3 separate regions of the Mus musculus genome follow, and regions 1 and 3 are each linked to region 2. Evidence: chromatin contacts called from public HiChIP or PLAC-seq and promoter capture Hi-C data. All regions are on one chromosome and are shown on one strand. Each heading gives the region's core, a stretch centred on a gene start, on an enhancer-like site or on the middle of the called end of the contact. The rest is flanking DNA. Distances are from core to core; before and after follow the strand shown.

Evidence for each region. Promoter capture Hi-C pulls out the DNA fragments that hold promoters and counts their contacts. HiChIP or PLAC-seq counts read pairs in DNA pulled down with a chosen protein or histone mark.
Region 1: a contact with region 2 is called in an H3K4me3 HiChIP or PLAC-seq map of bone marrow-derived macrophages, with 4 times the contacts expected there. The contact joins the enhancer-like site here to the promoter of Fam185a in region 2. A contact is called at or near these places in 5 of 39 promoter capture datasets (the 3T3-L1 cell line, hippocampal neurons, liver and 1 more) and 1 of 115 datasets of contacts at active chromatin or transcription factors (bone marrow-derived macrophages).
Region 3: a contact with region 2 is called in a promoter capture Hi-C map of stem cell-derived epiblast-like cells, with 2.9 times the contacts expected there. The contact joins the enhancer-like site here to the promoter of Fam185a in region 2. A contact is called at or near these places in 12 of 39 promoter capture datasets (the 3T3-L1 cell line, 3T3-L1-derived adipocytes, the C10 cell line and 6 more), 1 of 15 datasets of contacts at CTCF or cohesin (large pre-B cells), 10 of 484 Hi-C or Micro-C datasets (adipose-derived mesenchymal stem cells, cardiomyocytes, cerebellar granule neurons and 6 more), 6 of 115 datasets of contacts at active chromatin or transcription factors (the 230-238 cell line, astrocytes, bone marrow-derived macrophages and 3 more) and 3 of 9 other capture datasets (adipose tissue, liver and pancreatic islet).

The regions. Positions count from the first base shown.
Region 1 is chr5:21,767,204-21,770,310 of GRCm38.p6, reverse strand. It overlaps Dnajc2 (DnaJ heat shock protein family (Hsp40) member C2), which reads left to right. Exons shown (of 17, transcript NM_009584.4): 8 at 1,574-1,665; 9 at 1,753-1,874. Among named protein-coding and RNA genes, the nearest start is that of Dnajc2, 16 kb to the left of the region's middle. Within about 2 kb of position 1,605, at least 8 of the 459 cell types and tissues checked have an H3K27ac peak or open chromatin away from gene starts, as enhancers often do. A contact at or near this core is called in bone marrow-derived macrophages, where this site is marked.
Region 2 is chr5:21,423,436-21,426,236 of GRCm38.p6, reverse strand. Fam185a (family with sequence similarity 185, member A) reads right to left here and starts at 1,334. Exons shown (of 8, transcript NM_177869.4): 1 at 661-1,334. The coding sequence starts at 1,069. Ccdc146 (coiled-coil domain containing 146) reads left to right here and starts at 1,560. Exons shown (of 19, transcript NM_029195.1): 1 at 1,560-1,672.
Region 3 is chr5:20,912,045-20,915,166 of GRCm38.p6, reverse strand. All of the region lies in intron 3 of Rsbn1l (round spermatid basic protein 1-like), which reads left to right. Among named protein-coding and RNA genes, the nearest start is that of Tmem60, 31 kb to the right of the region's middle. Within about 2 kb of position 1,321, at least 20 of the 459 cell types and tissues checked have an H3K27ac peak or open chromatin away from gene starts, as enhancers often do. A contact at or near this core is called in embryonic fibroblasts, pancreatic cancer cells and stem cell-derived epiblast-like cells, where this site is marked.

The sequences.
Region 1 (3,107 bases), core at 356-2,855, 340 kb before region 2:
TGTTTAAGGTAGGCAAGTAAGCTGCATCCAAGCCACTTTCTATTTTGTTATTTATTTATTATGGGGGACACAGATTAGTCCTAGCCTGGGTGTGGAGACCAGAGGACAACTTTATGGACTGGGTTCCCTTCTAACCTTGTTCCCAGGGGTCAAATTCATACCCTCAGGCTTAAAGGCAATCACTGGCACCATCTTGTCACTCTCCAGCTTTTAAAAAGTGTCTGTTCTCTGGTAATTCATATACGCGTGGGATGTGTTTTGATCATGTTCACCGTCTCGCCTCCTCCCACTCCTCTGGAAACCTTCCTGCCACACATGCTCCTGTCTTTCTGCCCTTCCTTCTTTCACCAGCATGTGCTTGCTTACGTGTAGTTATTTGCTGGATTGTGAGCACCTTACTCATGGCTACACTACTGAGAAAAATTACTCCCCTCCCCCCAGCAACTTTTACCTGCCAGTAGCGTCTCAGTTAGAATGAGTGGCCCTCACACTCTCCTCCTCCACCCATGAGGGCTCTGGACAGGCTTAATCTTGCCACAGCTCTGTGCATTCACGACTGCAGGGGCCCCAGCGTGTTCAGAAGACATTTCACAGCACCCCTGCACATCCTGCAGCTGCCATAGTCTGTCTTCTTCCATTCTGTGATGTTCCTGAACCCTTGGGTGTCAGGGAGTGAGGGCCATACTCTAATGCTCCAGTCAGCTACCCTCAGCACATCGACAAGTTAGGAGTCTGCATTAACCACCTCCTGACTTAGAGAGAGCTGCACAGCCTACGGATATAAATACAATACTTGGACGGCAACTTGACAACATTTTCGTTTAGCAAAACAGTAATAGTTGATTCCCCACTATGGCCTATAACCTTTCTATCCATGAGGTTTTGACCAAGTTTAGATTATCAGTCATGAACTCCATGCTCCAGAGTAGACCTCAAATCCAAATCATAAAGTGGGTGGTTACCCCACAACTGAATCATGGCCACTGTCATCCCAGTAAGCACATTTTGGTAATAGGGGTTTGTTTGTTTGTTGGTTGGTTGGTTGGATGTATGTTTATGAGAACCTTCATGTATGGATATACACAACATGCATGCCTGGTGCCTCAAAAGCCCAGCACAGAACTAGAACTAGAACTTGGAACTAGAGTTGCATGCAGTTCTAAGCTGCCAGTGTGAGCGTTGGGCACCTAAGTTGGGTCCTCTGGAAGAACAGCAATGCTTCAGTTTCTGAGCCTTCTCTCTGAGCCCCAGTATATAAGCCTAGGTGGGGCCAAGTAGGTTAGTATACACCTAAGAAATTGTCAAGGAAAATAGTGTCAAAATAGTTCGGCTCCATAAGGTCTTCTCTTGGTTGCCAAAGCTAGTTTTAGTTTCTTTATTAATGTGTAGGGAAATTCTTTTTACATAAATATCAAGAAAAGCAATGAAAATTAATACTAAATGAAACCACCCTTTAAATAACAGGAATGAGGGATAGCGGCTTCATTGTTAGGACACTTGCACTGAATTTATAAAGTGTTGTTTTCCAGTCATCTGTAGTGCTTGCTTGGTATTGACTTTTTCTGTCTTACAGCCGTGATGAGAGGAAGTGGATTGAAAAGCAGAACAGAGCCACGAGGGCACAAAGGAAAAAGGAAGAGATGAACAGAATAAGAACATTAGTTGGTAAGTAGAGTTAATGGGGTTTTCACAAAAATTTTTTACGTTCTTTGAATGTTAGACATTGACAAGATTACCATATTTTTTGGGTAGATAATGCTTACAGTTGTGACCCAAGGATAAAAAAATTTAAGGAAGAAGAAAAGGCCAAGAAAGAAGCAGAAAAGAAAGCAAAAGCAGAGGCCAGGCGGAAGGAGCAGGAAGCCAAAGAAAAGGTAAGGCTACATGGAGGGCTGCAAAAGGCTTCAGTCCTGAAGGTGGAGTAATTAGAAACGGAATTGAGTACCACTCTGAGCGATGGCTTTTAAGGTTTGATATGGTTGTTACTTGTTTGTTTTGAGATGGGCTCTCACTATGTAGCCCTGGCCTGGAACTCACTAGGCTGGCCTTGATCCCACTGAAATCTGCCTGCCTCTGCTACCACACCAAACCTATTTCTGACATTTTGAAACAGGGTCTCACTTTGAATTCCAGGCATGAGCCACTTATGCCTGGCTTGTGAGTGAATCTTAACAAATTGACTAGGTGTCTTACAACAGTTCCTTACTAAACAAACAAAATACATCATTCAAAAATCCTTCAACTTTCTTTTATTTCTTAAGTTGTTTTGCTTTATCTGAGGCAGGGTCTCAACTATATAGCCTTGGCTGCTCTGGAACTCACTGTATAGACCAGGCTGGCCTTGGAAGATCTGCCTGCCTCTGCCTCTCTGCACCTCTCTGTGCCTCTGTATCTCTGCGCCTCTGCCTCTGCCTCTGCAGTGTTTGGACTAAAGTTGTGCCCACTACACCCAGACTTACTTATTTTTAGTCAGATTTATTTTTATTTTAACTTGTGTTTCTGCGTGAATGTCTGTGCTATATGCTACATGTGTACCCATGCCTGATGAAGGAGGAGAGGACATTAGATGCCCTGAAGATGGAATTAAGGCTTGGGTACTGGGAACCAATCTTGGGTTCTCGAGTGTGCTCTTAACTGCTGAGCCATCTCTCTGGCCCTTGCTTTATTTTTTAACTGCCTGTTTTATATTTCCTTCCTTCCTTCCTTCCTTTCTTTCTTCCTTTCCTTTCCTTTCCCTTCCTTTCCTTTCCTTTCCTTTCCTTTCCTTTCCTTTCCCTTTCCTTTCCCTTTCCTTTCCCTTTCCTTTCCCTTTCCTTTCCCTTTCCTTTCCCTTTCCTTTCCCTTTCCTTTTCTTTCTTTTCTTTCTTTCTTTTCTTTCTTCTTTCTTTTTCCAAGACAGGGTTTCTCTGTATAGCCCTGGCTGTCCTGGAACTCACTTTGTAGACCAGGCTGGCCTCGAACTCAGAAATCCACCTGCCTCTGCCTCCCAAGTGCTGGGATTAAAGGCATGTGCCACTACCGCCTGGCTTTTATATTTTATAATAAGTAAAATTTTATAATTTGTAGAATTTTGTCGGCTCTCCTTACCTTTATTTACCACTGTCTTA
Region 2 (2,801 bases), core at 85-2,584:
TGTCCTCATCTGAAACGGTGACAAAAGCATCCACCCTACCGAGCAACTGTGAGGGTTAATATAAAATAATTTTAGAAGAGGTAAACGGTGCTATTGCTATCATCAGCAACACCATCCTTCAGTTCCAGGAAGAATGAGAGCCCCAGAACCCTTTCTAGAAAAGTATGTGTGCTCAGCGGTTTGCATCTGGGAAATAAAATAACGGGACTCAGATGCCTAAGAAATACGTTTTGCAGGTACTATTATGAATTTCCCCAGACAGTCTTAACTATGTGTCTTGCTTCAAAGTTTGTATTCGCAGAGAATTTACTTATGCCTAAATGAATAGACATCTACCAACCTGGGTACCTGTTGGAAAGCAAGGTTTTTTGTTCGTTTGTTTTTGTTTTTGTTTTTCTAGATTAGCTGGAAGCATCTATACATAGAGCTGACGAGGGACCAGAGCCCCGAGATGTGGGCTACCAAACCACTGGATAGTTATCAAGAAACCTCAACCCTGAACGATGCTAATGACTGTGATGCTAATGGCTCCACAATGTAATTAGACTCAGATTATTCCAATACAAGCTTCCACTCGGCTTTAATTTTCCTCCTTAATTGGAAACCCAACGCTTAAACACTATTAGTTTTGTGACCCAAACCCTTTTTCACTTCACTTGCCAAATTTGACGGGCGCGTTCACCTCCACCGACGCCTGGGGGTCGATGTCGTCCGACAGAATGGCCATCTCCTGCCGATCAGCATCATACTTGACCTGCAGGCTGTCCAGGCCGCGCGCCACGTGCTCCACGCCGCACACCGCCACCTGCACGCGGTCGCCATCCGGGTGCGCAAGGGGATCCAGGGGCCTCACGGCCAGGTGGCAAGGGAGCCGCGCCCTCAGTCGCCCAAACGGGCTCACCTGCAGCGTCCACTCCCTCAGAGCCCCACGCGCCAGGCCGGCCCCAGAGTCATCGGGCGCTGATCCCTGCCGCTGCGCCCCACTGGAGCCGCAAGTCCGAGCCCCGAGAGCTCCGACCAAGGCGCCCGCCCGCACTCGGGACGCGCAAGGAGGGAGGCGGCCGAACATGCTCTCCCTTGGAACGCTTCAGCCTTGGCTCGCTGGTCCCGGGACCACAAGAACCACGAGCTGCCTCGGGTCAGTCACGAAGGGGACAGCATGCACGGCTCCGCCAAGGAAGAACGAGCCAGGCCCCCAGCACAGTACTTAACGCCTTAAATCCCGGTAGGAAAGTTAAAACTTCAAAGAGCCTAGTTGAAACCCTGACCTGGACAAGTCACCTATTTCCGCCCCTTTGGCGGAGGCCATCGGGATATGTAGTTTTAAAGGAGCCAAACATCAAGGTGTTCTGGTAACTGTGAAACTACATATCCCAGGAGACAGTGCGCTGAATACACAGACTGACAGCCGATTGGTAGAGGAGCCCCCGCTCCCCCCTCGTTGCTTTCCCGTTGCTTCAAGCCCATTGGCCAAGAGAGCAGAGAAAGAAAAAAAGTTAATGTAACTGACCAATAGGAAGAGTAGAAGGGACGGGATAAACTCAGCTGTGGTTACTTTGGATACCAAGGACGCGACTCTTAGGAGAGGGTGAAGTTTTGAAGTGAGACCCCAGGGACCAAAACACACGGAGAAAAATAAGAGTTTAAACAAGGATCAGGACCAAAAGAAAGGGTAAGAAACAGCATGTTTATAGATGGGAATCAGATTCAAAGTTAGGAATACTTTCTTTAGGTAGTTAGAACCAAAGGTCACCAAACTAATGTGGATTCCCTGGGAATAGAGAATCCCCCTCACAAGAGACCTTAGCATGAGAGGACAGACACGTTCTGTTGCTTTCTCCCTTCTCTGTCCTTTAAGGGAACTCCCACTTAGGTAAAAAATACTAGATAGAAAAAGTGTTAGAAGCCAGGTATGGTGGCGCACGCCTTTAGTCCCAGCACTCAGGAGACAGAGGCAGGTGGATTTCTGAGTTCGAGGCCAGCCTGGTCTACAGAGTGAGTTCCAGGACAGCCTGGGCTATACAGAGAAACCCTGTCTCGAAAAAGAAAAAAGAAAAAAAAGGAAAAGAAAAAGTGTTAGAATTCTGGCTCTTTCTTAACTGTAAGTAGTAATCTTAGGCCAGTCATTGGATGCCTTTGGGTTTTACTATTTGCTTATAAAATGATGACACTATCTTCCTTGTCTTGTGTAGAAGTTTTTTTTTTCGTTTTTACCACATTTATCAAATGAAACAATGGACAACAAAGCAGTGCACAGTATACAAAACAAAGTATTTTAGGAATGGCATATGTCTACGTTGCTAAGAGATTTGGAGACATTTGAACTTGGTTAGAGGACAGTCTTGATCTCTTTCCCTGCAACTGGTCCTTGGCCTTAATGGTAAAATAAAATCTCTCTCTCTCTCTCTCTCTCTCTCTCTCTCTCTCTCTCTCTCTCTGGATCATAAGACTTGTTAGGGGATGTCAGAATTTTTTCCTGGTCCTGTTGTATTATCTATGGCACAAGAAATGTTTCTTCAGTTTTGATATAAGACAGACTGTGCTAAATAACTCTATAAGTTAACTCTTTTTTTTATTATTCAGTAGGCAGTAAAGATAATGGGAAATGGGGGGTGTGGACATTATTTCAGCCATATTTGCCTATTCTTCTCCCCATTCTACAAATAATTCCCTAAATTCCTTACATACAGATTTAACTAATTGCAAGTCCAGTGTGATGGTGTTCACTTGTAAGTTTTCAGAGTTTGGGAAGCTGAAGCAGAAAGATCTCAAATCTGAGGCCCACCTGGACTATATACGGA
Region 3 (3,122 bases), core at 72-2,571, 510 kb after region 2:
GGGCCTGAGAGATGGCTTATTGGGTAAGGACCCTTGCCATGAAGTCTCAAAAACATGAAGCAAAGGAGAGAAGTGTTGGCCCTGGACTGCCACATGCATGCTGTGGGGCATATTCCTCTTCCACCTTCAAGTAAATATGTAAACGTAACTTAAAAGTATGTGTTTTTCTTTTAAACCTTAAAAAGTACAATAATGGCTATTATAAAACAAAAGGCAACAAGTACTATTGAAGACAGAGTAAAGAAAATCCTTATGTACTATTGGGGAAAACGTTATTAGCAGTGCCATTAGTTAAACTGTGGTATGGAATTCCTTAAGTATGTCAAAGTGAAGCCCTTGTTTTCACCTCGTGTGGTCCTGTGGCCCCACAGCTCAGGCGGTATATCTGAAGGAGAGTGTGGTAAGTCTCTGCACTGATCTGTATTCTAGCATTGTTTACGATAGCTGAGAAAGGATAGAGAAATACAGACGTGCTATAAATGAAGTCTGTCATTTACTAAAGCATTACATTCAGTGAAATAAGTCAGGCAGATCGGCCCCACAGGCCTCTTGCCTGGAACCTAAAAAGTTATTCTCAGAAGCTGAGTGTAGAAAGAATGGTGGTGAGCAGTGGTAAGAATACTGGACAAGGAATGTGGTAAGGGTCAGTCAGAGAGAACGTTACAGTTGGCTAGGGTTAAGAAGAACTTGCATGGGGCTGGAGAGATGATGGCTCAGCAGTTAAGACTTCTGGCTGCTTTTCCAGAGGTCCCAAGTTCAATTCCCAGCAATCACATGGTGGCTTCTAATCACCTATAATGTGATCTGATGCTCTCTTCTAGCATGGGGGTGTATATGCAGATAGAGCACTCATATATATAAAATAAAGTGCTTGCACATATCTAATCTATTAGAGGCAGGTATCAGAGGCTGTAATTGGGAAAGTATATTTTTCTGTCATTAATTAAAAAGTGAATTTTATTGAACTTATGGCTATTTTAAAAATATAATGAATAAAGTGGCTGAGGAGCTGTCTTAGGCCTTAAGGCGCTTGCTGTGTAAGCGTGAGGACCTGAGCTCTGTCTCTCGCAACCATGGTGGCAGCACACTCCTGTAATTGTAGTCCTGGGGACGGGCGCGGAGACAGGAGGATCCTGAGCAGTTAGCAAGCCAGTCTGGCCAGATTGAAAAGTCCAGCTTCTGTGACAGGTAAAGAATGATTATGACTGAGGTAGACCCCTCCTCCCTCCGCCACTTTTCTATCATTCGTTACCATTCTTCTGTTTGAAAGTATGTGCTAAATATGGCATGGAATGGCTCCCCCTTGTGGCACTTTCCTTTATGTCCATGGAGGTTAGATTGCATCAGTAAGAATGTGATGACCAGGGAGATAGCAGGTAAAGCGTCTTAGTTAGGGTTCTATTGCTGTAAAGAGACACCGTGAGCAAGGCAACTCTTATAAAGGACAACATTGAATTGAAGCTGGCTACTGGCTCTGAGGTTCAGTCCATTATTTATTATCCTGGAGGAAAGCATGCCAGTGTCCAGGCAGGCATGGTGCTGGAGGAGCTGAGAGTTCTACAAGGCAAACAGAAGACTGTCTTGGGGCAGCTAGTAGGAGGGTCTCAGTGCCCACTCCCACAGTGACAGACTTCCTCCACCAAGGCCATACTTCCCAGTAGTGCCACTCCCTGGGTCAAACATATTCAAACCACCATAGGAAGGCATGCAAAGCTTGATCCCTGGCACCTACCTACATGTTTCAAGGAGAGTCAGCTCCCATGGGTTGTCCTGTGACTCCACGGTGCATGCTTGTATGTACCTTGGCATATTTACATATATTCTAATCCCTGCCCCAAATTCCCCTTCCCTTCCCACAGACATACACACACTAAAGTAATGTGATGAGCAACCCACTTACTGAAAGTAAGGCACTATTCCCTCAACAGAGCATTACTGAGACACAAGGTCCTCTGCCGTACTCTGCTGGCCTGAAGATCCAGCATTTAACCTATACGTCTGTTTACTCTAAATTGAGCTGATAGACAAGTTTAAATGTGTGTGTCTTTATGGATTACTATTCAGAAGAACTTTTAATGTCTTGGGGTGTTGATAGGGGCACCGAAACAACTACAGATAAACAGATTTTGAAATAAAAAATACTTTTTGCATTCCTAGACCAAATACGGTTTATTTGCTATGAGCATACATGGGAACCTCTAATGCAGAAAGGTTTTTCTAAAATTACTTGATTATAGAAATGTAGTTTCAAGGAATATACTTTGGGAAATAACAGGTTGTCTCTTGTAAGCTATTTTTCATGTTCTAAACCCTCATCGTTTTGCCCTCCTGTTGGAGTGATCTTTCTATGCAACACAAACAGCCTTGAGTCTTAGGAGCTCTCTGTTCCTGATCTCCTTTTACAGCAGGTGCAGTTTTGTTATGTGTCGTGCAGGTGTTACAGGGGTTGCTCTTTTACCTAAAGACTGTATGAGCAGAGATTAATAGCTTTGTAGTTCAAGTGTAAGTAATTCCTTTTATTTATCTAATATTTCAGATATTTTGTTAGTCTTTTTTAGAAACAATATAGGAGGGAAGTAAAAGGGCAGCATTGATAATCTTAGCTTTTTAGAGGGAGACTTCAGGGGAGAGTTAGATTGAGCATGGTCGGGTGGGGCCTGAACTGGGAGGTTTGCATATTTGCATGCTAGACACTCTACCAGCTGAGTTTCGTCCTGCATTTCATTTGTATTTTTAAATGAGTTAAGATGCCCAGCATTAGGCTGGAGAGATGGCTCAGCAGATAAGAGCACTGACCACTCTTCTAGAGGTCCTGAGTTCAATTCCCAGCAACCACATGGTGGCTCACAACTATCTGAAATGGAATCTGATGCCGTCTTCTGGTGTGTCTGAAGATAGCAACAGTGTATTCATATAGATTAATAAAAGTAAAAAAGTGCTCATCATTTTTTATCTGTTCATGTTATATGTCTTCGAAATGGCACCGTGTAAATACAGATTTTTGCAAATATGACTATGTGTATCATTCTTGTCTTTATGCTTTTTTTGAGATCTATCTACCCCCTGCCCAAATATAGAGGAACTATAGAGATAGATTTTAGTAAAGATGCAGTCTTCACGGA